Linked DNA regions of Mus musculus: all the other regions are linked to region 6. A link is a contact called in public HiCAR-type, HiChIP or PLAC-seq and promoter capture Hi-C data. All regions are on one chromosome and are shown on one strand. Each heading gives the region's core, a stretch centred on a gene start, on an enhancer-like site or on the middle of the called end of the contact. The rest is flanking DNA. Distances are from core to core; before and after follow the strand shown.

Region 1 (2,972 bases), core at 51-2,550, 2.2 Mb after region 6:
ACTTGTGAAGTAGAGCTATGGGGATCTCAAATTCAAGGCTAGCCTTGCTAGAGATCGAGAACCTGTCTGGAAAAAATAATCCCATGTATACTGCGGGGCTCAGTATGTATCCACCTTTGTCATAAAATGCAGAAGGAGTCACTCTTGAAAGCCAAGTTGAGAAAGACCCAGGTAACAGCTCCGAGCATGGTATAAACACATAAAGAATCCTTATGGCATAGCATATCTGAATTCTCTCGCTTTATACCTCACCCACTTTCTAGACTCTCAGCTCATAGCTGAACAGAGATTGCACTGGCTGTGACTCTACCATAACTACTATTTACTACAACATGTTAGGCATAGGATCTGCTGGTTTTAAAGACTGATGGTGAACCAAATGGATACATTCCAGGGGGAGGTGGGGCTCCAGGGATGGAGTAAGGTAGAGTACCGGGTGATGTAGGGCCAAGGAAGGGGGAGGCAGCATTGCTTTGTGCCATTTCGTGGAAAGTTGCGTCTAACCACTGCCGCATATGACAGCTGGTCAGCAATGAGTGTTTTCCAATGCCTGGTTTTCCATGCAATATTGCTGGAGAGATGGAGGGCCAGCCACATTTCCAGGGATAATCCTATTTTTCAGATGCTGTAAGTGCTAAGTACATTCGCAAGGTGCCCATCAAACCCTCCTGACACTTAACTTATTCCCCAAGAGTGTAAGCTCTAAGAAGAAAAGCAGCTTTGGCATTTCTTGCCCATTGCCTGTTTGCCATGCCTAACCTTTGGGCAACTGGCATTTTTGTGTAAGACTCTCTTTCATCTCTTGCCTCTGTCAGACGCCTTCTAATGCTCTTCTGCCCAAGGGTTACAATGGGGTGCATACCATCTAAATGGGAGGCCATTTAACATTCTGGATGTCTCACCGCCAAATCAGAGGTCTGCACCACCCGCCGGGGGAAAAGGCCCCTCAGGCACTCACTGGACAGGTTCCGAGGCGCGACGGGACACTGGCTCAGGGCCTGTGACGCGAGGATGTCGAGTTCCTCTAGGTCGTCCGCAGTAAATTCCGCGTGCTCACCGAATGGGTCTTCGGGGTCCGGGACTGTGGTCTCAGAGAAGCTCCGGGCCCGCTTGCTCGGAGGGTTCTCAATGGATCGAGACAGACCGGGGAAAGGCTCCAGGCCGCCACTCTGTTTCCTGTGGCTGTTCGGTGCGGGGGTCCCGGCCATGACTACCTTCAACCCGCAGCATCCGAAGACGCCAAGCACAGCCTTGTCCACAGAAAGCCTGAGCTGGCCCAACCGCCCGCGCGCCGCCGTTCCCCTCGCCTTCCAGCGTCTCCCCAGCCTGCGGGCCAATCAGCTGCCAGCTACCGGGCACAGATGGGTGACGTGTACAGAGCGCGCCGTTACCCGGGACAGGCTCCTGCGTGTCTGGGCTCAGTACGAAGGGGTCCCCGGTGATGCCAGGGTACTACAGTGCTGTCAGGATTATCCCGGTTGCGAGATCGAGGAGCGTCTGCCCGACCACACCTGAGGCGGTTCCCCGTGGCACTGTGTAGAATACAGAGCCCTAGAGAAGCAGGCAGCGTTCAGGGGTCAGCTCTCCCTGACCTCACTCCTCGCGGCTGACCCACCTCTCTCATGTCCAGAGACTCTTTTAGGGAGGAGGCTGGGAAGAGCAGACTTGGGGAGGAGAAGGAATGCTTTTCTTCCTGGAAGCAGAGATCTTCCAGGATAACAAATGTTTCAAGTATGTATATTTGAGAAAAAAAAAAAAAAAAAAAGGCTGGGAAGGATGGTCTCGAGAACGGCGTGCCTATTCGGAACTGCTCCAACTGTTAACTTCCATTTATTTCTTGGAGAGTCTTTATGTCCTGAGCGCTGGTTGCGTAGAGACAATGAAGCTCAAGAGGTCAAGGAAGGCTCGCTGGGAGTGGTCCTTGAATTACCCAACAGATTGAGGGGGAAATAGCAAGAAAAATGGGTTAGGAGGCAGACGCATGATGTTTCTGAGAAAAATTCATCTTCGACAAGGATGCCAGGTGGATGCCTCCTCTTTGCGACAGACTTCATGGAGGAGCAATGATTTGAGTTGGGCTTGGGTGTATGACTGGCTTTTATGAGCTGAAGTGGTGGGCAGAACAGATACCAGAAATGGCGGATTAGCATTGGAAGGCAACAAGATCAAGACTTTTCTACTCCGTTTGCTCAATGCCAGACTTAGTTTGTGAACCTACCAATGTTTGCTGAGGCGTTGGGCGGAAAGGAGAGCGCTCAGGCTTAGAATGCCTTAGGCCTGCCAACCCACCCCCACCCCACCCCTGCCTCATTATTTTTTATGTGTGTTTTACCTTCATGTATGTATGTGCATCACATGCATGTATGCCTGGTGCCTACAGTGGTCAGAAGGCATTGCATCACTTAGAACTGCCTTAGTTTCTTGATTCAGCTGCTGGTAGTTTTCCCATAGCTGCCCAACATAATGTTGAATGTTCAAGTCTCCCAGCAGCCCCCCACCCCCTTTGGTTATATGTCAAGACATATAACCAAAGCTGGCCCAGAACTCCAGAATGTCCTTCCTCCCGCTGAGTGCTGGGATTATAGACATGAGTTTTTGTTTGTTTGTTTTGTTTTTGTTTTTTGTTTTTGAGATGGCCTCAAACTTCTAATCCTGTCTCAGTCTCTAAAGTGCTAGAATTGTGAGTGTGGGCTACCAGGCGTGGCTGATTGCCCAGGTTGTAATAGCTACGATCTTTGGTTCTGGAAACAGGACATTGTCAGGAGGGATTACGTTCTACCAAATAAACGAGAAGTTTTGGGGGCAGGAGGCTATGACTGCTGATAAGTATTTTCAGCAGCACCGGGCTAGGTGCCAGCTGACAAGGCCCTATGGGCTTTAAGCCCAAAGAAGATGCTTTTTGGAGATGACCAAAGCAAGCTGATTTGTTTGTTTTATATTTGGGTGTTTTGCTTCCATGTAGATCTGAGGCC
Region 2 (3,277 bases), core at 707-3,206, 2.9 Mb after region 6:
GATGGCACAGACCGTGGTCATGAGTCCTTCCACGATGCCAAAGTTGTCATGGATGACTTTGGCCAGGGGGGCTAAGCAGTTGGTGGTACAGGATGCATTGCTGACAATCTTGAGTGAGTTGTCATATTTCTCGTGGTTCACACCCATCATAAACATGGGGGTATCGGCAGAAGGGGCGGAGATGATGACCCTTTTGGCTCCACCCTTCAAGTGGGCCCCGGCCTTCTCCATGGTGGTGAAGACACCAGTAGACTCCACTACATACTCAGCACCGGCCTCACCCCATTTGATGTTAGCGGGGTCTCACTCCTAGAAGATGATGATGGGCTTCCCCGTTGATGACAAGCTTCCCATTCTCGGCCTTGACTGTGCCGTTGAATTTGCCGTGGGTGGAGTCAGGCTGGAACATGTAGACCATGTAGTTGAGGTCAATGAAGGGGTTGTTGATGGCAACAACCTCTACTTTGCCATGTGGAGAGCAGAAGGCAGCCGTGGTGACCAGGCGCCCAATATAGCTAAATCCGTTCACACAAACCTTCACCATTTTGTCTACCGGATGAGGCTGGCACTGCCCAAGAAGATGCAGCTGTCTCTGGAACAGGGAGGAGCAGAGAGCCTCTTCGTTAGTTCTTAACAACAGTTCCAAATAAACCTCTACATCCTCCTTTACATCTGCCCTTTGATTATGCTGGCTTGTTGTTGAGAATGGTTGAAACACATGTAAACTATGCAACCAGTCTTCCACTGTGTGTGTTGTATGTGCATGCAGAAGCCACATAGGCAGAAGGAAAACTGAGCTCATGGGAGGTCTCTTATACTCCAGAGGTATGTTAATGAGGATGAACTATAGAAAGTAAACTTGGGGGGCTGGTGAGATGGCTCAGTGGGTAAGAGCACTGACTGCTCTTCCAAAGGTCCTGAGTTCAAATCCCAGCAACCACATGGTGGCTCACAACCATCCGTAATGAGATCTGACACCCTCTTCTGGTACGTCTGAAGACAGCTACAGTGTACCTGAGCGAGCGAAGTGGACCAGAGCAAGTGGGGCTGATCAGAGTGAGCAAAGGTCCTAAAAATTCAGTTCCCAACAACCACATGAAGGCTCACAACCATCTGTACAGCTACAGTGCACCCATATACATAAAATAAATAATAATATTATTAAAAAAAAAAAAAAAAAGAAAGTAAGTAAACTTGGGCATGGCCGGCCTGGGAAGTAAAATTAAAACAAGATGCCTGACTGCAGGTATATAGTAAGGTTATTCTCATCCCGTGAAAGCAGAAATGAACTCATGCCTTCACCAGCAGGACAGGCAGACAGACAAAAAATGAACTTTCAGACTGGAGAGATGGCTCAGTGTTTAAGAGCACTCACTGATCTTGCAGAGAAGGTGGGTTCGATACCAGAACCCACACAATGGTTCAAAACATCTGTAACTTCAGTTCCAGCTGACAGCCCTTTCTGGCCTCTACTGGCACCAGTCACCCTGGTGCTGTACCCAGACATACCTACAGGCAAAACATCATAATAAATGGATTTTCACACTAGAGAGATAGCTCAGTGGTTAAGGGTACGGCACAGACTGCTCTTCATGGGAACCTGGGTTATATTCCCAATACCCAGGTCTAAGCTCACAGCCATCAGGTTCCAGAGGATCCAGCGCCCTCTCCTGGTTTCATAGGCACAAGGAACGCACGTGAAACATACATGCGCAGGCAGAATACGCTTACACGTAAAAAATTTTTAAATTAAAGCCTTTAAAAAAAATAAAGAAATGGACTTTCCTGAGGAAGATACGCTGTGTAAACAAGCTGCCGGCGCCGCAACAGATCTCTCTAGCCCACCAGGCGTGCAGCGCCAGACTGCAGGATCCGGAGGGCTGCCCTGCCGCGTGCCTGAAGGACCCCAAAGGACCCGTGGGCTATCTTGCTCAGTGCCTGGTGACCAGGAGGATTGGCGGGAGTACCAGGTGAACCCAGAACCCGGGCTCGCTTTGGAGACCGAATAACTGAGTCTGGTGTGGGCTTCGGCCTGTAGTAGAGAAGCCCAGGTTGTTCGGTTGTGTCCTAGAATACGAGGGCAATAGGAGGGTTGGGAGCCAAGACTTAGGGGGCGGCTGGGGAGGGAGGGAGACGAGTAGGAGGTGTGGCTGCAGAAGTGGAGTTGACGGGCCAGCGACCACGTGACTAGCGTGGGCGCTAAAGTAGTGGCTTCCTCAGTTGGCCAGGCAACTTGTAAAACGTGTAAATGTCTGATCGGTTGACAAAGTCAAGCCAGTTTCTTTGCTTGGCAGCACTTTCTTGTAAACCAATAACTAAGACAGCCCTAACCTAACTGGAACCACACCCTCTCTACAGATCGCCGGTCCTCCCAGGAGACCCCTTAGCAGCCTGGCCTTGGAATGGCTAGATCAGGTTCATGCACTGATTCATCCAGCTAAGATCTGTGGAAATCCAGGTATGTACTAGGCACCCTGCGGAGGGACTGAGGTGAAGATGGTGAGCAAAGCGGACTTGTGCTTTCATGAAGCTGTCCTTTATGTGGACTATGTAACCGAAGGAAGCATTGAGAAAGTATGACTGCAGACGTGAGCCGAGTGCAAATGGGCAAGTGGGAGATAAGCAGGGAGTGGAACTTGGGGGCTGGGGGGAGAGGATGGGAACACGTCCTTACACGAAGATAGTCAGGCCAGAAAGGCATGGGACTGAAAACACCTATGACACTGGAGCAGAAGAAGTAAGGTGCACCACATGAACCCAGAGGAGTGCCCAGGGACAGAAGTGCCAAAAAGGGCAGGTTAACGTCCCAGAGTCTGTGTGAGGACCTTTGTCTTCAAAAATCAGAATATCCTTTGGAGGGTTAAAGAGGAGTCTATATGATTAGCTTTCATTCCAGTAGCTGTAATGTTCTTTAGCACAGATTTGCAGAGTGGCGAGAGTAAAGTTTAGACACCATCACAGAGGGTGTCACAGAAGTCCAAGACAAAGGGGTAATGGTAATTATAAGGAAAAGATTTGTATGGACTTTTTTTTTCTGGTTTTGGTTTTTCGAGACAGGGTTTCTCTGTGTAGCCCTGGCTGTCCTGGAACTCACTCTGTAGACCAGGCTGGCCTCGAACTTAGAAGTCCACCTGCCTCTGCCTCCCAAGTGCTGGGATTAAAGGCGTGCTCCACCACTGCCCAACTTGTATGGACGTTTTTGTCCTTACAAATTTGTAGAGGTGAGATTCTCAGAACTTGGTAATAGTGTGGAGAGTGAGGAACTGGGAGTCTCAAG
Region 3 (3,088 bases), core at 325-2,824, 3.0 Mb after region 6:
AATTTCTGCTTCCAACTCCCACATTCTGTAGTTGCAGGTATTTCTCACCTTCCCCAGCTCAAATTACATCCTTTGAGCAATGTAACTGGGGAAGCTCAATGGGGGTAGGGTGGGATGTAGCTTACTTAGAAGTGTTTACCTAACAAGCACAAAACTAAGTTCAGTGGTGAACTGGGAGATCAAATTCAAGGCCATCCTTGACTATAGAGAGTCCAAAGCCAGCCTGACTGCACGGGACCCTGTCTCAAAAGAAAAATATATGGAATCACAAATATGGCCATAGTGAAGATACTTAAGAAGCCCATAACCATGTCTTGTGATATAATGGTTATTCATCTAAATAGTGAATAAAGTAACTACCTTCCCTTCACTCTGGTCCCTCCTGGAATTATTTTTGTGATGTAAGACTTGTAAAGATTAAGTACACTAGTAGAGTTATCACACATGAAACACTGTCATGTACATAAACACTAAATGTTGCCTAGTACTTTTACAGTGATTTGAATGGCTCCCATGGGCTCATATGATTGAATGCTTGATCCCCAACTGTTTGGGAGGGATTTTAGAGAAGGTGTGGCCTTGTTGGAACAGGTGTGTAGATGGGAGTGGGTTTTGAGTTCTTAAAAACCCACACCAGGCAAAGTCTCTCTCTCTCTCTCTCTCTCTCTCTCTCTCTCTCTCTCTCTCTCTCTCTCTCTCTTCCTCCCTCCCTCCCTCCCTCCCTCCCTCCCTCTCCCTCTTCCTTTCTCCATCCCACCTCCCCCCACCCCCTTCTCTCTGCTTGCTATCTGTGGATCATAGCTCTCAACTACTCCTGTTTCAGCCCGGGCTATTAAAAAAAAAAGTCCCTATTTCAAAAATTAATTAAATTAATTAATCAGAGTCTGGAGCAGGAATGGTGGCACATGCCTTTAATTTCAGCATTCGAGAGGCAGAGACAGAGGCAGATCGATCTGAATTCGAGGCCAGACTGGTCTACAGAGCGGGTTCGAGGACAGCTAGGGCTACACAGAGAAACCCAGTCTCGAAAAAGAAAAAAAGAAAGACAAAATCAGAGCCTGAAGTCCTGTGAAGGAAAAGAGGGATCCAGGATCCATGGTACTGTACCACACAGTTAGAGAAGAGCCAACGCCTGGTCCAGATGGCCTTCCCTAGTCTCTCTGTCTCCTAAAAAAAAAAAAAAAAAAAAAAAAAAAAAAAAAAAAAGTGCACAGCACTATGCTCAGTAGCTCAGACAGGTGTGTAGCACACGCTGTAGGAACTACACTACCCAGCATGCAACTGAAAAAGAGCGGGGCCTTTCGGTAGGGACTAGCGCCCCCACAGAAAGTTTCATTGACTCCTTTCTCATTTCAGCCACCTCCCAACTCTTCAGGCTTCGCCCCCACCGAGAGAGGGCGTGACCTCGAGGAGGCCCACGAGACGCTTCCTCCTTTCCTTCTCATTGGTCCGGCTCAGCTGTCATTCGGGAGCGAGGAGAAGTTTGCTTCCTGATTGGTGAATTCCGTTTGGCGCCAACTAGGAAAGGGGCGGGGCGGCGGCTATCCTGAGTGTGCAGCAATTAACGCTAAGGCCACTTTGGTGGTGAGGGAAGTGAAGGTTCCTTCTCTGCGAGCCGGCTACGGAGCAAGGAGGGAGAAAAAAAGTGAGGCGAGTTAGTCGGAGCGGTGGTCTCAAGACTCTTCCTCCACGGAGTTTGTTTGGATTTAATCTTGAGGTTGCAGGCGCCCGCCCGCCTGCGGGCCTCGCGGGACAGAGAGGGAAGCACCGGTGCTTGTGCCTGGCGCCTGCCGAGTCCCCTACGCTCGCCGGTCCGCGCCGCTGCCCGTGGCGGCCGCGTCTCTGAACCGCGGGGTCGTGTTTGTGTTTGACCCGCGGGCGCTGGTGGCGTGGCACGCGGCTGAAGCCGGTGCCAGCGGGGCGGGGCCCGGCGCAGCGGAGGCGGAGGAAGACGGAGCGGGAGTCCGGGCAGGCCCGGCGGCGCCATGGAACTGGGCCCGGAGCCCCCCCACCGCCGCCGCCTGTTCTTCGCTTGCAGCCCCACGCCTGCGCCGCAGCCCACGGGGAAGATGCTGTTTGGCGCGTCAGCTGCTGGCGGACTGTCCCCTGTCACCAACCTGACGGTCACCATGGACCAGCTGGAAGGACTGGGCAGGTGAGAGACCAGCGAGCGATGCCCCAGGCCGCTGGCCTCTGGTCGGCCCTCGGGATGATCCAGCAGGAAACAGAGTCTGTCCACTTGGTTCTGATGCTCCGACCCGGAATGGCCTGGCTAGGGCCCGCCATGTGCACCCTCCCTCCCGGGCGGAATGTTGGGCGGGAGAGGCCGTTCGGATAGTCCAGGGCTATCCTCAGCCAAGAGCCAGACCGCGGAGATCGAGGAAGCCTGCTGGGCATCCTGTCTTGTTCACCCCTTTCAGATTTCTCTCTACGCTGTCTCTATTCCAGAAAAGTCTTTGGAATCTACCCTTATGGGGGTTGGGAGGGAGGGTGAGAATGGGTCCTCCTAGGCCCTCTTTGCTGAACCACCCGCGCCGGATCTTAGTTTCCTGTAAGCTTTGTTCCTTCTCAACAAAGGGACGTGGCATTTTCTTTTCTTGCATTTGTGTAAAATCTATGCAGCCACCTGGCCGGCACGTTTCTTGTATCTACCCATCTACTACCTTTTTTAAGCTATCACTTTTTACCTAACTTTTCCATATTGGAAATCTTCGAGGACTTTGTAGTCCTACACCACTATCACTAACAAAAATGCTTAACACTATTTTTAGTGAAGTTGCTTTTCCTTCGATGTTGGGTATTTCGCCTCCTAAACTTGTCTTACAACTTTTGCAAACCCTGAAAAGCTGGGACTCCTGGCCTAGTCACCTTTGCCCTTACTCCTGGCTCACTCAGAACCTCAGACTGAGGCTCTCCTTTAAGGAAACCCAGCCCTTGCCACAGGCCTGTCTGACAATGTGGCCCAAGGCCAAACCACTCACTCCTTTCTTTGTTTAAATGCCAACTGGGGTATTCTGGGTGGCCAAGTGGGGTGTCCTTGGCTTGGTCTCTCAAAGATGGTTTGTGGCAGCCTGGCTACTTCGTGGCC
Region 4 (3,013 bases), core at 474-2,973, 2.8 Mb before region 6:
TGTTCTAAGAACTGCACATAAACTGCTTCAGTCTTCAGAACTATGGCGGAAACAGGCGTTCCTGTGGCCCCACTTACAGGGAACAATCTCACCCAGAAGTTCAGCAGCTGTTAGAAACCGTTCTAAGTTACTGACTACTCAGTAAGCTGAGAAGTGAAGCCACTCAATCTTCTAAGCCCATTTAAGGAGAGCAAAGAGGAGGGGTCAGGAGCCCTGGCAAAGCCAATATTCAGGGATATTCGTGAGCACCCTAGTAACTAACTCTCCCTCACCCTGCTCCATCTAAGTTACACCAAGAGGCATTTAGGAAACGGTGCTCTATCCTCGGCGACTTTACATGAGATATTATACTCTGACAGAGCTTTCTATGCATCAGCCGATGCAGAGCCAGGTAGACTAATAAAGATAATGGTGACAGGAAACTGGGTACAGGACAGCAGGCAGAAGAGCTCCACCATATGGATGGATGGCTTGGATTGTTTGTTTTTTTTTAATAAAATGTTATTTTCCTTCCTTGCAGAAAAAAAGGGGTCTCACTACACAGCCCAAAGTGGCCTACAACTCCTGTAGCCCAGACTGACCTGGACCTCACGACAACCCCCTCTACCTCACCCTCCCGAATGCTACGATGAATCGTGAGCCAACTCGCTTGGTGAAGAATATCTTCTGACTAGCATAAGACATGGCCTTGCCCATCTGGGAACTGGACCTCCACAGCAGGAAAGGAGCGGCAGGAGGCCGGCTGAATCCCTCGCGCGGAGCGTGGCCCTGCCCGCCCCGTCATGGATCACCTGTAGGGATTGGAATCCAACACCTCGTCGCTCATCTCCTGGATGCGGGTCCGGCCGCAGTGGCCGTCCCCTCCAGAGCGCCGGGTTCTCTCCCGGGCGAGTTCCTGCTCCAGCTCCTCAACCCGCTGTCGCAGCCGCTCCACCGAGTCGGCCATGGCTGGGCTCCCGGTGGCCTCCGATCCCAGGCCGGACCGCCGCCGTCGCCGTCGTCGCCGCCTCCCCACGCTGCCTCGCTGGGCCCACGAAGCGCAGGAGGAACAGACACAGCCTTCCAGGTCCAGACACCGGCGAAGCGGCTCCAAGGCTCCCAGTAAGACACGTCTCCGGCACGCCCACCGGGCTTCCGGCGTGCCACTTCCGGTGCGCCGCCGCCATCGCTCCGCTCGGTAAAAAAAAAAAAAAAATAATAATAATAAATAAAAACACTCCTCAAAACACTTAGCTTTCTTCTCTAGAACCAAGACCCAGGTCTCAGCAGAGCCAGCATCATATGTGTCCAGATCAAGTCGACGGCCATTCCGTCTTTCCTATCTAGGAGGCCATGAGAAACACCAGGGTCTTTTAATGCAGGCTCAAGGTTCTGGCGGACTCTCTTCTTGCACGGACCGCACAGGTCTTCCGCTGGCGCGTCCTTAGTCTAGGGTGACAGCTGTTTGTCTTCATTCGCCAGAGTCACGTTTGCGACCTTGTTTTTCTATAAGACTGAGGACTCCAGCTCTGACGCTGAGGGTAAATTCTAAGTCTGGTCCCACAACAGGCAATTCTTTTATTTCTCCACCAGACTCCGAGTCCCAGACTCCGCCTCCCACATGGCTTTGCAGCAACACTGCCCAGAGTCCCGGTGATTGGCTTCTCCTAAGCCCCGCCCGACCACGCCCCCCCCCCCCCCCCCCCAAGTGCCGGTCTCCTTTCTGCCTTGGCGCAACCTCCGTACAGTCTGTGGATTCCTCGGTGACAACAGTGGCGGTCATGGAGACGGATGTCACCAGTGACACCGTGGAAGTGCTACCCCAGCACAAGTTCGACCTCAGGTCCCTGGAGGCCTACCTGAATCAGCACTTGCCGGGCTTTGGGTCAGATTCCCGGGCTGTGCTGACTGTTACTCAATACAGGTATCAACCATAGCCTTTGCCTCCTGGGAACATGTCTGTGCTTGGTGCTTCGCTTCCTTTGGCCCTGGGTGGGTGTCTCATTTGCCCGGTCGGGATTTCTTTCCCTGCAAGGATGCTTCCTGGATAATTTGTACTCGAATCCCAGGCTAGTCTGAATTAGAGGGCAGGAGCAGAGGTGCAGTATCCATTATGCAGTGCAGTCTTGTTAAGGACTAAAATTATGTGTCTAATTCACCGAGAGTGTTGCGGCTGAACACTCTTGAATTCCTAATAGATATCTTCTGTGACCTTCTGTGCTACAATCTAAAGATCAGTTTCTGAGGGGCTGGTGCCATTTTGTTTAATTGACCTTAGTCACCTGGGGCTAGGTTAATAATACCAGCTAAAATATACCAATTCGATTCTAGACATTCCACTTCACTGTTTTTAGCACCACTTAAGGCCTAAGTTCTTGAAGCAAGGGAATTAAACGGGAGGAGGTGACTCCAAGAATACCTTTCCCCACTGACAAGTGAATCTGGTTTTAGTCTGGTGTTTTGTAAATAGAGAGGGTATTTTTTGTTTGGTTTTTGATTTTTGTTTTTTTTTTACTTTTATACAGTTCCAGTATAAAACCATTTCATATGGTTTCAGTAAACTGTGCCTGGCCTTTCTATCTGGGGATTTAACTGTAACATAAATTCAGAGATCAAAGTTCCTTTCCTGTAATATTTGCCTGTATCCATTAGTCTTGATAAAGAAATGAAGTGATTTAGGTGAAAGGACTTAAGCATTGAAATATCCGTGGAGAGGTGGAATAAGTAATAGTTGACACTTCTAAACTTAATACTTTGTGTTGTAAACAGACTGAAGCAGGTCAAAGTTCACATTTCAGTGATTAGTTCACTCTGTGGAATTTGGCCAGCTTATTGTCCTGCTTTCAGATAAAGGTTATATATGTTCACATTACTGTGGTCCTGTGCAGACTTAAAATAATTCTGAATTAAGTTGATGTTCACCAAAATCATGCTCAATACATGAAATTAGTTGTGATACAAAAAAAAGTACTTCTGAAGTCAAACCTAGGGCTACATGGCTTTAATCCCAACAATCTAAAGATCCCTGGAGATT
Region 5 (3,132 bases), core at 310-2,809, 2.9 Mb before region 6:
GCAGATGGCTAGATTAAGTAAAAGTTTGAAGTTCTAGCTCCAAGGTAACTTAGGACAACTCCCCAGGGCCGTCCCAGCTTCAAAAGTCTCTGCAGGGTTGGCTGAGGTCTTTGCTGGGAATGCTGCACAGAGCAACCTTGCACTGATTCCCCTGCCTTGCCCCAGGTACCTACCCAGCATTCTCTGGTAGACATCTTGCTTGCTTATCTACATCTCAGAGTTGGCTTTCCAAGAATCCTAGGGATGCCTGTGGATGGAGTGAGCCACCAAAGACTATCTTAGGTCAGCCCAAGGAGGCTCTGCATGGACTGATGCTTAAAATGCTACCAGATTTCTTACAGCTGGGGATGGAGTAAGCAAGCACTGGAATAAGATTATATCCCCCTTGGGTAATGAGGCTCCCGGTAATGAGGATGATGGCAGAGAGAGTGGCTGGCATTCGGAGACTGCCTAAGAAAAGGGCAAGTATAAAGATTACCAGCACCCAGCTCACAACAGTGTTGAGTCAAAGCCACTGCTCACTTTTCTGTCCCCTCTAACCTGGGGTACCAATCTGGGATGGGCAGGAAGATAAGTTAGCAGACCAAGGACAACTTGGAACAGTAGCACGCGTTCCCTTCCTGCAAACCCTGTACTTAACAATTTTCTTCCGTCTAGAATAGGGTCCCTGGCATCCTTATCGCCAGGCGTTATAAAACCTGAGCTTATCAAGGATGGGGGTGGGGGGAGAGAAGGGTCGCGGGGGTGGGGGGGTTCAAGTGGTGATGCTTCGAAGTTCTTTCCTGGCTGGCATTATTTATTACATGTTTCCTGAGAGACACACTAGGCACTGAACTGCCTCCAGAAAAGAGCCCTTTAGTCAGGACCACAGAAACAGTTGCGGCAGAGCGGGGGCAGATGGGTATGTGATCTAGTTCTTGCTCACTGAGACAAAGTTCACGCAGAGGGAGCAGAGCTTGTAGGTTTGGGCCTAGTCTGGAACCTTCCCTTCTGGATGTCCGGATCTCCTGGTACCGCCCAGCTTGCCCAGCTCAGTCCTGCCGCCTGCTCCTGCAAAGCAAGTTCTCAGGGCCGCCAGCTCCGTGATACCCATTCCTCTCCTCCCGAGTCTCATTTCTCTCAACCCTCCCTTGTCCAGCTCCTCTACTGGTCTCATTCAGAAGAGCACGCCCCCGCGTGTCTGGTCACGCCCCCAAAGCCTGGCTCCGCCCCACAGGACTCCTGGCCACTCCCCCTCTCGTTGTCCAGCCAGGACCACCTCTCCGACTCTCTGACTGGTTTTCTCTTTCTTCTGCTGCTGCCTTACGCCCCACTTACCGGGCTACGACCCTAAAATCTGGCCCGACACTCTCTCTGGGCACTGCTCTTCTCAACTGACCACACCTCCTCTCGCTGCTACGTCCCACCCCTCTCTGTTAGCCTTAACATCCCCAGCTTGCTCGGCCACGCCCCGAAAGTATGGCTCCGCCCCTTCTCAAGACGGCCACTCTTCTTCAACACCACGCCCCTCTAGTTGCCACGTTACGCCCTTCTCCCCAATCACCAGGCCCGGCTCACTTACTGCTCCGCTCTTCCCTCCAAACTCCGCCCTCTCCTCTACAGCACCTCGCCCCACCATCTAGGCCCCGCCCTTAAGGCCTGGCCACGCCCCGGCCACCTCCCTGCTCCTGGCCACGCTCCTCTCTGATTTTGGTTTCTCCCTGCGGCGCTCCGCCCCGCTTGACAGGCCCCGCCCTCCTGGTCCCGCCTCCTCCTGGCACCCAGCCGACTCTCAGCCTCAGCCGGCCGCGGGCATCATGGGCACAGCCTCGTCGCTGGTGAGTCCCACTGGCGGGGAGGTGATCGAGGACACGTACGGGGCAGGCGGCGGCGAGGCCTGCGAGATCCCGGTGGAAGTGAAACCCAAGGCCCGCCTGCTGCGCAGCTCGTTCCGCAGGGGCGCGGGAGCCGGGCCCGGGTCGCTGCCTCGCGCGGCAGGGGGCGGCGGGCTGCTGGGCGCCAGCTTCAAGTCCACCGGCTCGTCTGTGCCCGAGCTAGAGTATGCGGCGGCCGAGTTCGAGCGGCTCAAGAAAGAGTATGAGATCTTCCGGGTCAGCAAGAACCAGGAGTTGCTGTCCATGGGCCGCCGAGAGGCCAAGCTGGACACGGAGAACAAGCGGCTGCGGGCGGAGCTGCAGGTAACGCGGGACCGAGAGCGTCGCAAGCGGGAGGCTCTGAGGAAACTGAGACCCGAGCGCACCGCTCAGCCGCTTGGTGGCACCACCATCCTACCCCAGCTACAAACCAAGTTGTTTTCTAAATTGTGCAAAAGCTGCTCCTCCTTTATGTGGAATCATTATTTGAGTGTAAACTAATTTCTTATCAGCATCTTCCCCTGCCCCTTTCAATTTACGGTTCATTCATTAAGACACGTTGAATCAACCCAAGTCCTGAAGTCGAAAAATTTCTCAGAGCAACTACACACAAACTCCTCCCGGTTTTAGGTATCTCCAAAATGGAGTTCTTGGGTTAGTTTTCTTCGCGAAGTTCGGCAGATTCTGGGGTTTAATGATACGATAGGAATTTTTCTGGAAACCTCCTGATTTTATGGTTTTTAACTGTTGTGATTAAAAGTCTTCCCTGAGAGTACTCAAACTCTCTTAGTCCATTTAGTTAATGGACTAAACAGTTACTGCAATGCTATTGTAGGCCTTATAACAGATCGCCTTTGATTCATTCGGATACTAGGTAAAGCAGAACTTCTCGGAGTAAAAATATGGGACTATATGCCGTGGGTTCGGAGCCTCTCTGGTGGTCATTTGTTTATACCTTTCTTTTCTGTGAGAGGGATCTCTGACAGCCCAAGAGCTCCCGGCACATCAGAACTTAAATAAACATCACAGATTTTTTTGTAAAAGAAGGCTCCTTCCTTCTAGTAGGGCATCATTCCCATAAGCTATGAAGCCCTTCAGAATCTGCTGGGCTATTAGCATATTATCTGGGAAGCTGTTCTCACCCTCAGCTCCCTGCTCGCCTCACTTTCTACTGGGAGACCAATGTGCTTGCCCTTATAAAGTGGACTTGCGTGTCCCTCGTGTATGATGTCATGTATGTGCACCACTGCCCACTAAGAACCATGTGAATTGCAGGGAG
Region 6 (3,063 bases), core at 96-2,595:
AGCTGCAGAGTTAGAGTTCCGATGAGAGACTACCATGGAAATTAAAGCTACAAGAGGCTGATGCTCCGCCAGGGTCCTTGACCTTGACTTGGCCCTGGCCATCTCGGGGCACCTAGCCAACTACTTCTGGTTCCAATCACACCAAATTCATTCTGGTCTTTGGGCACTCCCATTGCCTGAGTTGTGCTCACTCCACCTCACTGACTCCCTGTCCTCAGAGGTAGATACCCACTACTTTCTCTCTCAGCTCCCACCCACCAACTCTCCTAGCTTATTTCCTTCATGGCATCTGGCATCACTGCCTTGCAGTTGCCTGTCATTTTCTCTCCTGGTCTTACCAATATTCAGCTTATAGCAATGTTTAATAAATAGAGGATAAAAACACTTAAACCTCACATTAGTATATATACAAGTCCCATCACAAAGTGGACAGTGCCCAAGAGCCAGGGACAGGCTGGGTGGGTCACCAGCTACTTACCAACCGATTCTCTTTGCCTCTTGCTTCACGGCAAAACTTTATAAGTTCTTCTTCAATAGTGGCTGGTGAAAATGTGACATCTCTGTCTTTGAGGTCCTGGTAAAATCGTCCCAGATAAGAAATACAAACTGGAAAAGAGGGAGGAGATGGTAAGTAATTATTAGTCTCCATTTCCCCTGGAAAAAACTCTGTCAGCAGTTTTGCTAGAAGGGATTAATTTTTTTTTTTAACTCGGGTACTCAGAAGTGCACAGAGCCCTTAGGTTGCTGGGGTCCTTGTACCCAGTTGCATGCTGGGAATGAACATTACCCAAGTGACCCACACACAACCCTCTCTGCTCTTTTCAAGTTTAAGTCTAGAGTGGACACGTGTCCTTGAGGGAACTCATTGTGACCTCATAAGGGACAGATTGAAGGCTGAAGCAAATGATCAAAATGCTCCTCATTCCAAATACATCGAACCCCCAAGTGCAGCTTAGTAACCCCGAGACGGTTGCGGCCCACAGGATGCCTTCCTGTAATCGCTAAAGTGATGGGAAGACAAAAACTCCCGGGATGTGGGCTTCCGGCCAAGTTATTAACGCTACTGAACCGACGCGTTCCCTTAAATGGGTCAACGTCTCTAGGCCCGGGAAATAAGTGAGGCCCTTTCTCCAGCGGAGCCCCGGGACGGGCCGTCGCTCCCACCCTTTCGCTTTCCTTGGGTTTAGCGCCGCCAGGCCGCCCCCATCCGGTCCCCCGCACCTTCACAGTCTCCTGGCCGCAGCGCCCGGCTGTCAGGCAGCACGCTCAGGGCCAGCGCTACCGCCAGCCCGCGCGTAGCCCACATCCTCCTCAGCCGTCTCCACCACCGCCGCCGCCGCGCGAATGAACCGCACCCGGCGCGGTGTTCCGCCTAGTGGGCTGGAACAGAAACCTGAGCTTCCCATTGGTGTGCGATCCCCGCGCCCACCCATATGCTGCATCCTCATTGGTCCACGTGCCCAGGAGCCCAGACCGGCGGCTCCACGCTACCCTCCCTCATTGGCTGCTGCTGTCTGGGACCTAGACAGTTGTCGGTTGCTGATTGAGCCTGGGCGGTCCATAGGGGTGCGGAGGGAAGGTGCACGGGTCGCCATGTTGGGTTAGGGCAGCTGCTTTGGCTGCTTACCCGGAACCCTCTCAATCTATTGACTCGACCCGAATGCCGAGTCTTGGTTCCACACCCACTCCTCCCGACGCCCGGACTCGTAGAGCAGCATTTCTGGCGCCACCCTATAGCCAGTAGGATGGGCGGCGGGAGCATGGATCAGAAGCGGTTCCTTGTTTTGAACTACCACGTGGATTGCCGAGCCAATCAAGGGGAACGTCCACTTTGATTCGCCGGCTTGCTCAGACCCCGCTTTAACCTGGGTCAGACGGCAGAACCTCTTAAACGAAAGGTCTCGGCCTGCCTAGTCGTTTCCCGTCCTGGGCCTCTGAGGACCTCGCGGCAAGGCTGCGAGCAGAGGCGTTGGTCTACCTTCCAAATGGAGGCCATGGGATCTTGGGAGGTTTTGTTCTCCACTCTTGGAGACACGAGGATGGGAACTGGAGACATTACCGCCTGGACTGCCCTAATGCTAAGTGCAAGGGCTTTGGCCACTCGCCCTGGAAGGCGGAATATGGAGAGCGGCCGACTAAGTGCAGAAAAGTATCTGGAGCTAAAAGGGCTTGGAGCCCGGCGACAAGGGTTTGAGAGGGGCACTTATGCTCCCATTCAGTGAAATCAGTGGATCAATATCAGGTATTCATCTTTAATTCACATCACAGCAGTCAAGGGATGGAGGTGGGGGAGTCAGTTGCCAGATATTTACATCTAAAAGTCACATTTTTTGTTGGATTTATAACATGCTACCACAATATATACAGTAAAATGCCTCTTGGGACACTGGCACAAATTTTTTTCTTTAACTTTTCTGGTACAGGTAAGATAATTTTAAGTCAGTTTTTCTTTAGACATGAATACACAAAAGAAATGGTTAGAAGTTTTCTTGTTTTAAATAAGCACAGAATGCCAGAGGTTAAAAACACATTTATAGGGCTTATTACCAATTAGACATACTCTATACATTTTTTTGCTCAAATTCCTGTACAAATACACAGCATTCAAATAGGTATTTACAAATACGCTTTAAACAATGAAAATCAGTATTTCACAATCTTTTCAAAGGATTCTGATCTCTGACCTCCCATTTCCCTCACACTGGCTGGTTTTTCAATAAAAAGTATTCAGAATAGGTCCATTTCATCCAGTTGGGGAAAATGGAGAGAAGTAACACAAATATATTTCACTTTGCATAAAGCAAGGTCAAGGAACTTAACCCTACATTCCCCTCCCTACCTCCTGTGCCATCAAGTGGAGAAAGGAGATGTCTGCATGTGATGACTGGCTGCCTCCGTGGACTGAGGTTCAGACGTGCCTGGAAACAAACCTAAAGCTGCCCTACCTAAGAATCACATCCCAAGCTAGACTTGACCCTCATACCTGTGAACCCAGACGGTCCAGAAACAAGCTTACCAGTGAGTCTGGGCTCAGGAACAGGTGTGTGTGCCCTTGGTGCTGGG
Region 7 (3,371 bases), core at 508-3,007, 2.1 Mb after region 6:
AAGAACACATCCTCCACTATGTTCATAGCAGCCTTTTTATAATAGCCAGAAGCTGTAAAGAACCCAGATGTCCCTCAACAGAGGAATGGATACAGAAAATGTGGTACATTTACACAATGGAGTACTACTCGGCTATTAAAAACAATGAATTTATGAAATTCTTGGACAAATGGATGTATCTGGAGGATATCATCCTTAGTGAGGTAACCCAATCACAAAAGAAGCCATTAGGTATGCACTCACTGATAAGTGGATATTAGCCCAGAAACATAGAACACCCAAGCTACAATTTGCAAAACACAAGAAAATCAAGAAGAGGGAAGACCAATGAATGGGTAGATACTTCATTCCTCCTTAGACTAGGGAACAAAATACCCATGAAAGGAGTTACAGAGACAAAGTTTGGAGCTAAGATGAAAGGATGGACTATTCAGAGACTACCCCACCTGGGGATCCATCCCATAATCAGCCACCAAACCCAGACACTATTGCATATGCCAGAAAGATTTTGCTGAAGGGACCCTGTTATAGCTGTCTCGTATGAGGCTATGCCAGTGCCTGGCAAATACAGAAGTGGATGCTCACAGTCATCTATAAGATGGAACACAGGGCCCCCAATGGAGAAGCTAGAGAAAACACCCAAGGAGCTGAAGGGGTCTGCAACCCTATAGGTGGAACAACAATATGAACTAACCAGTACCCCCAGAGCTCGTATCTTTAGCTGCATATGTAGCAGAAGATGGCCTAGTCGGCCATCACTGGGAAGAGAGTCCCCTTGGTATTGCAAACTTTATATACCCCAGTATAGGGGAATGCCAGGGCCAAGAAGCAGGAGTTGGTGGGTAGGGGAGCAGGGCGGGGGGAGGGTATAGGGAACTTTTGGGATAGCATTTGAAATGCATATAAAGAAAATATCTAATAAAAAATTAAAAAAAAAGATTTTGCTGATATGACCCTGATATAGCTGTCTCTTGTGAGGCTATGCCAGTGCCTGGCCAATACAGAAGTGGATGCTCACAGTCTATTGGATAGAACACAGGACCCCCAATAAAGGAGCTAGAGAAAGTACCCAAAGGAGCTAAAGGGGTCTGCAACCCTATAGGAGGAACAATATAAACTAACCAGTACTCCTGGGCAGTGCAAGTTCACATTCCTCCGTTCCCTGGCCTTGTTAGGAACTTTGTCCCACATTGAGGGGAAGGGGCAGCCTGTGTGTACCCTAGGAGCTGTTAGTTCTTAACTCAGGATTGGATCCCTGAGCCAGGGTGAGCAGTTACCTGGAGGTGGTCTTGGTCACTGGGGAGTGACATTCCTCAGACTGAGGTCCTGGAAATCTGCTAAAAGGGACTTGACTTTGTTGAGCACCATTCCCTGCTTCAAGCAGCGGGATCCTCCTCCGGTGAATCTGTGTGAGGCTCCAAGGAGCCAGCAAGAAAATCGCAGCTTCCCTGAGGGCAAATTGGAGGCGCGCACCAGCTGTACACTGCTGGCGCTCAAGTGTTAGGATAACGTTGCCACAGAGATCCTTTTCTAGCACCTAAGTCAGCTGCAAGGGGGGGGGGTCTTTCCGCAAAAGTATGCAGTGAGCAGAGGGCAACTTGGATGCACCAGCCCCTTCCTCCTGCATCTGGGAAACCTGTCTCAAATTTTCGTGGACCGGTGCTGGAGGGACTCCCATGGCCAGGCTGGGAGGGGCGGCCGCTTCCCTTCTCTTCCCTCCCACTTCTTCCCCCTCCCTCCCACCTCCTCCCCTCTCGGGCGGGGGTTCCGGAAACCGGCCGGGGCGGGGCAAGGAGGCTAGGGCCGCGCTGGTCGCGGAGGTTGCGGCGGCACCGTGGTCTTGGGCTTGGTCCGTCTGTTCGTCCGTCCGTTGGTCTGTCCCGCCATGGCTGCGCCGGCGCCCTCTCTGTGGACCCTATTGCTGCTGCTGTTGCTGCTGCCGCCGCCTCCGGGTGGTGAGCCTGGGAGGAGGGGGCGGTGTGTGCTCCCTAGGGACCGGGTCGGGTCAGACACTTCCCCTAGCTGTCTCTGGAATGAGCCAGACAGGACCAGCCTTGGAGTGCTTCGACTTGACTCCCTGAAAACCAGGGGGGCGTCTGCGAACCCCACCACTGACTTCATCTTGTCACCTCTTCCCTCCTGAGCTGATACTGACTACCTTTGTTGTGTCCTTCACGGTGTGAAGGCCCTACCTGTTCCAGGGGCTGGAGCAAGACTCCCGCCTGGGGTTAGCTTCAGGCTCAAAGACAGCCTGGCCCTTCCAGCAAAGACTTTCCCTCTCAGCTTGTTTCCTGGCTGGGAGCCCCGCCGCCTGTTGCCTCTACAGCCCTGTGTTCCAGGAGAAGCTGGGCCCTAAGGCTGGCTTGGGGAGGAGACACCTCTTTCCCTTTTCATCATTAGAGGGATGACTCACTTGGGCTTGGGAGGGCAGGCTGGGGGCCTATTCGGGTGTGTATTGGAACAGTCCCCTGCCGGTCATGGGAAACTGATTCTGTTGTGATGGGTGGCTTCCTGGAGGAAAAGGGCTGTTTCCTGAGGGCTGACATGAATTTGGAAATGAGAACAGAGTCAGCCCATCCCCCGAGTGAGGCTCTGGGAGAGCGGGACAACTCAGACTATAGAGAGTTTCGTTCTGTGTCTGGAGGGTCTCAGCCTTGAAGACCCACTGGTGTGGACATCAGTAGATGCCACCTGTCTTTAATCTCAACACTCCAAAGGCAGAGGCAGGAGGATCTCTGTGAATTTGAGGCCAGTCTGGTCTAGGCTGTGAGTTTCCAGGTGAACTAGGGCTATATAGTGAGACCCTACCCTAAAAAGAAAGCAAGAAGTCTCACTGGTGTGGGCTGTTCAGCCTCCGAATCGCAGCCTGGCTCACTTTCATGTGGTGAGTTGGCTAAGCCTGCAGTGGTCAGATAGACCCATTTCATAGCAAGGTTTGGCCCAAAACAACAAAACTGTAGCCCTCTTTACCTCCAAGTTAACTTTTCACAGCCTGTCATAGCACCTCTTCCCCTGGGCCTCATTCTAGTAGCCCCAAGGCACATGCTCTATCTCCTGCCTGATCTGGCTGGGCTCTCTGACCAGGGTTCATGTGCTGGCTCAGGACTGCTTCCAGACGGATACTTAAGGGACTGTCCCATGTGAGCCTTGATGAGGGTCTTTCACGTGGGGTTCTCCTGTGTTTGGGTTTCAGGTTTGCTAGTGTAGCCTAAGGACACGGACATGGTGTGTGGCATCTTCCCAGAGTGTTGTAAAGCTTGTTGGTACCCGGTGTTGGCGCCCGTCTCTCAACGTGACCTTGTTTATTGGGATTTGCTTGTTTGTTCTTGGACTGAGAGTCTACGTGCAAGGGTCTCACACAGTGCCACACT

The links. HiCAR-type assays count read pairs that join an accessible place to other places. HiChIP or PLAC-seq counts read pairs in DNA pulled down with a chosen protein or histone mark. Capture Hi-C pulls out chosen DNA fragments and counts their contacts.
Region 1: a promoter capture Hi-C map of liver shows a contact between it and region 6, with 5 times the contacts expected there. The contact joins the promoter of Atrip-trex1 here to the promoter of Manf in region 6. A contact is called at or near these places in 1 of 39 promoter capture datasets (erythroid cells), 2 of 484 Hi-C or Micro-C datasets (B cells and CD4 T cells), 1 of 115 datasets of contacts at active chromatin or transcription factors (double positive thymocytes) and 1 of 9 other capture datasets (liver).
Region 2: a promoter capture Hi-C map of liver shows a contact between it and region 6, with 4 times the contacts expected there. The contact joins the promoter of Nme6 here to the promoter of Manf in region 6. A contact is called at or near these places in 3 of 39 promoter capture datasets (liver and pre-B cells) and 1 of 9 other capture datasets (liver).
Region 3: a contact with region 6 is called in a promoter capture Hi-C map of adipose tissue, with 5 times the contacts expected there. The contact joins the promoter of Cdc25a here to the promoter of Manf in region 6. A contact is called at or near these places in 2 of 39 promoter capture datasets (liver and pre-B cells), 5 of 484 Hi-C or Micro-C datasets (CD4 T cells, CD8 T cells and regulatory T cells) and 2 of 9 other capture datasets (adipose tissue and liver).
Region 4: a HiCAR-type map of astrocytes shows a contact between it and region 6, with 4 times the contacts expected there. The contact joins the promoter of Acad11 here to the promoter of Manf in region 6. A contact is called at or near these places in 1 of 39 promoter capture datasets (liver) and 1 of 115 datasets of contacts at active chromatin or transcription factors (astrocytes).
Region 5: a contact with region 6 is called in a promoter capture Hi-C map of liver, with 4 times the contacts expected there. The contact joins the promoter of Nphp3 here to the promoter of Manf in region 6. A contact is called at or near these places in 1 of 115 datasets of contacts at active chromatin or transcription factors (astrocytes) and 2 of 9 other capture datasets (adipose tissue and liver).
Region 7: a contact with region 6 is called in an H3K27ac HiChIP or PLAC-seq map of double positive thymocytes, with 10 times the contacts expected there. The contact joins the promoter of Shisa5 here to the promoter of Manf in region 6. A contact is called at or near these places in 1 of 484 Hi-C or Micro-C datasets (B cells) and 1 of 115 datasets of contacts at active chromatin or transcription factors (double positive thymocytes).

Annotation. Positions count from the first base shown.
Region 1 is chr9:109,072,797-109,075,768 of GRCm38.p6, forward strand. It overlaps Atrip-trex1 (Atrip-Trex1 readthrough), which reads right to left and starts at 1,301. Exons shown (of 14, transcript NR_153412.1): 1 at 863-1,301. It overlaps Atrip (ATR interacting protein), which reads right to left and starts at 1,328. Exons shown (of 13, transcript NM_172774.3): 1 at 959-1,328. The coding sequence starts at 1,208.
Region 2 is chr9:109,830,838-109,834,114 of GRCm38.p6, forward strand. It overlaps Nme6 (NME/NM23 nucleoside diphosphate kinase 6), which reads left to right and starts at 1,957. Exons shown (of 7, transcript NM_018757.1): 1 at 1,957-1,970; 2 at 2,359-2,458. It also overlaps the pseudogene 3000002C10Rik.
Region 3 is chr9:109,874,005-109,877,092 of GRCm38.p6, forward strand. Cdc25a (cell division cycle 25A) reads left to right here and starts at 1,575. Exons shown (of 15, transcript NM_007658.3): 1 at 1,575-2,155. The coding sequence starts at 1,986.
Region 4 is chr9:104,062,001-104,065,013 of GRCm38.p6, forward strand. Acad11 (acyl-Coenzyme A dehydrogenase family, member 11) reads left to right here and starts at 1,724. Exons shown (of 20, transcript NM_175324.4): 1 at 1,724-1,903. The coding sequence starts at 1,761. It overlaps Uba5 (ubiquitin-like modifier activating enzyme 5), which reads right to left and starts at 1,121. Exons shown (of 12, transcript NM_025692.3): 1 at 792-1,121. The coding sequence starts at 946.
Region 5 is chr9:104,000,985-104,004,116 of GRCm38.p6, forward strand. Nphp3 (nephronophthisis 3 (adolescent)) reads left to right here and starts at 1,560. Exons shown (of 27, transcript NM_028721.3): 1 at 1,560-2,177. The coding sequence starts at 1,797. It overlaps Gm33054 (predicted gene, 33054), which reads right to left and starts at 1,375. Exons shown (of 2, transcript NR_168653.1): 1 at 1,318-1,375; 2 at 776-1,050.
Region 6 is chr9:106,890,593-106,893,655 of GRCm38.p6, forward strand. It overlaps Manf (mesencephalic astrocyte-derived neurotrophic factor), which reads right to left and starts at 1,346. Exons shown (of 4, transcript NM_029103.4): 1 at 1,222-1,346; 2 at 479-606. The coding sequence starts at 1,306. Dock3 (dedicator of cyto-kinesis 3) reads right to left here. Exons shown (of 53, transcript NM_153413.2): 53 at 2,233-3,063.
Region 7 is chr9:109,036,810-109,040,180 of GRCm38.p6, forward strand. Shisa5 (shisa family member 5) reads left to right here and starts at 1,758. Exons shown (of 6, transcript NM_025858.3): 1 at 1,758-1,955. The coding sequence starts at 1,886.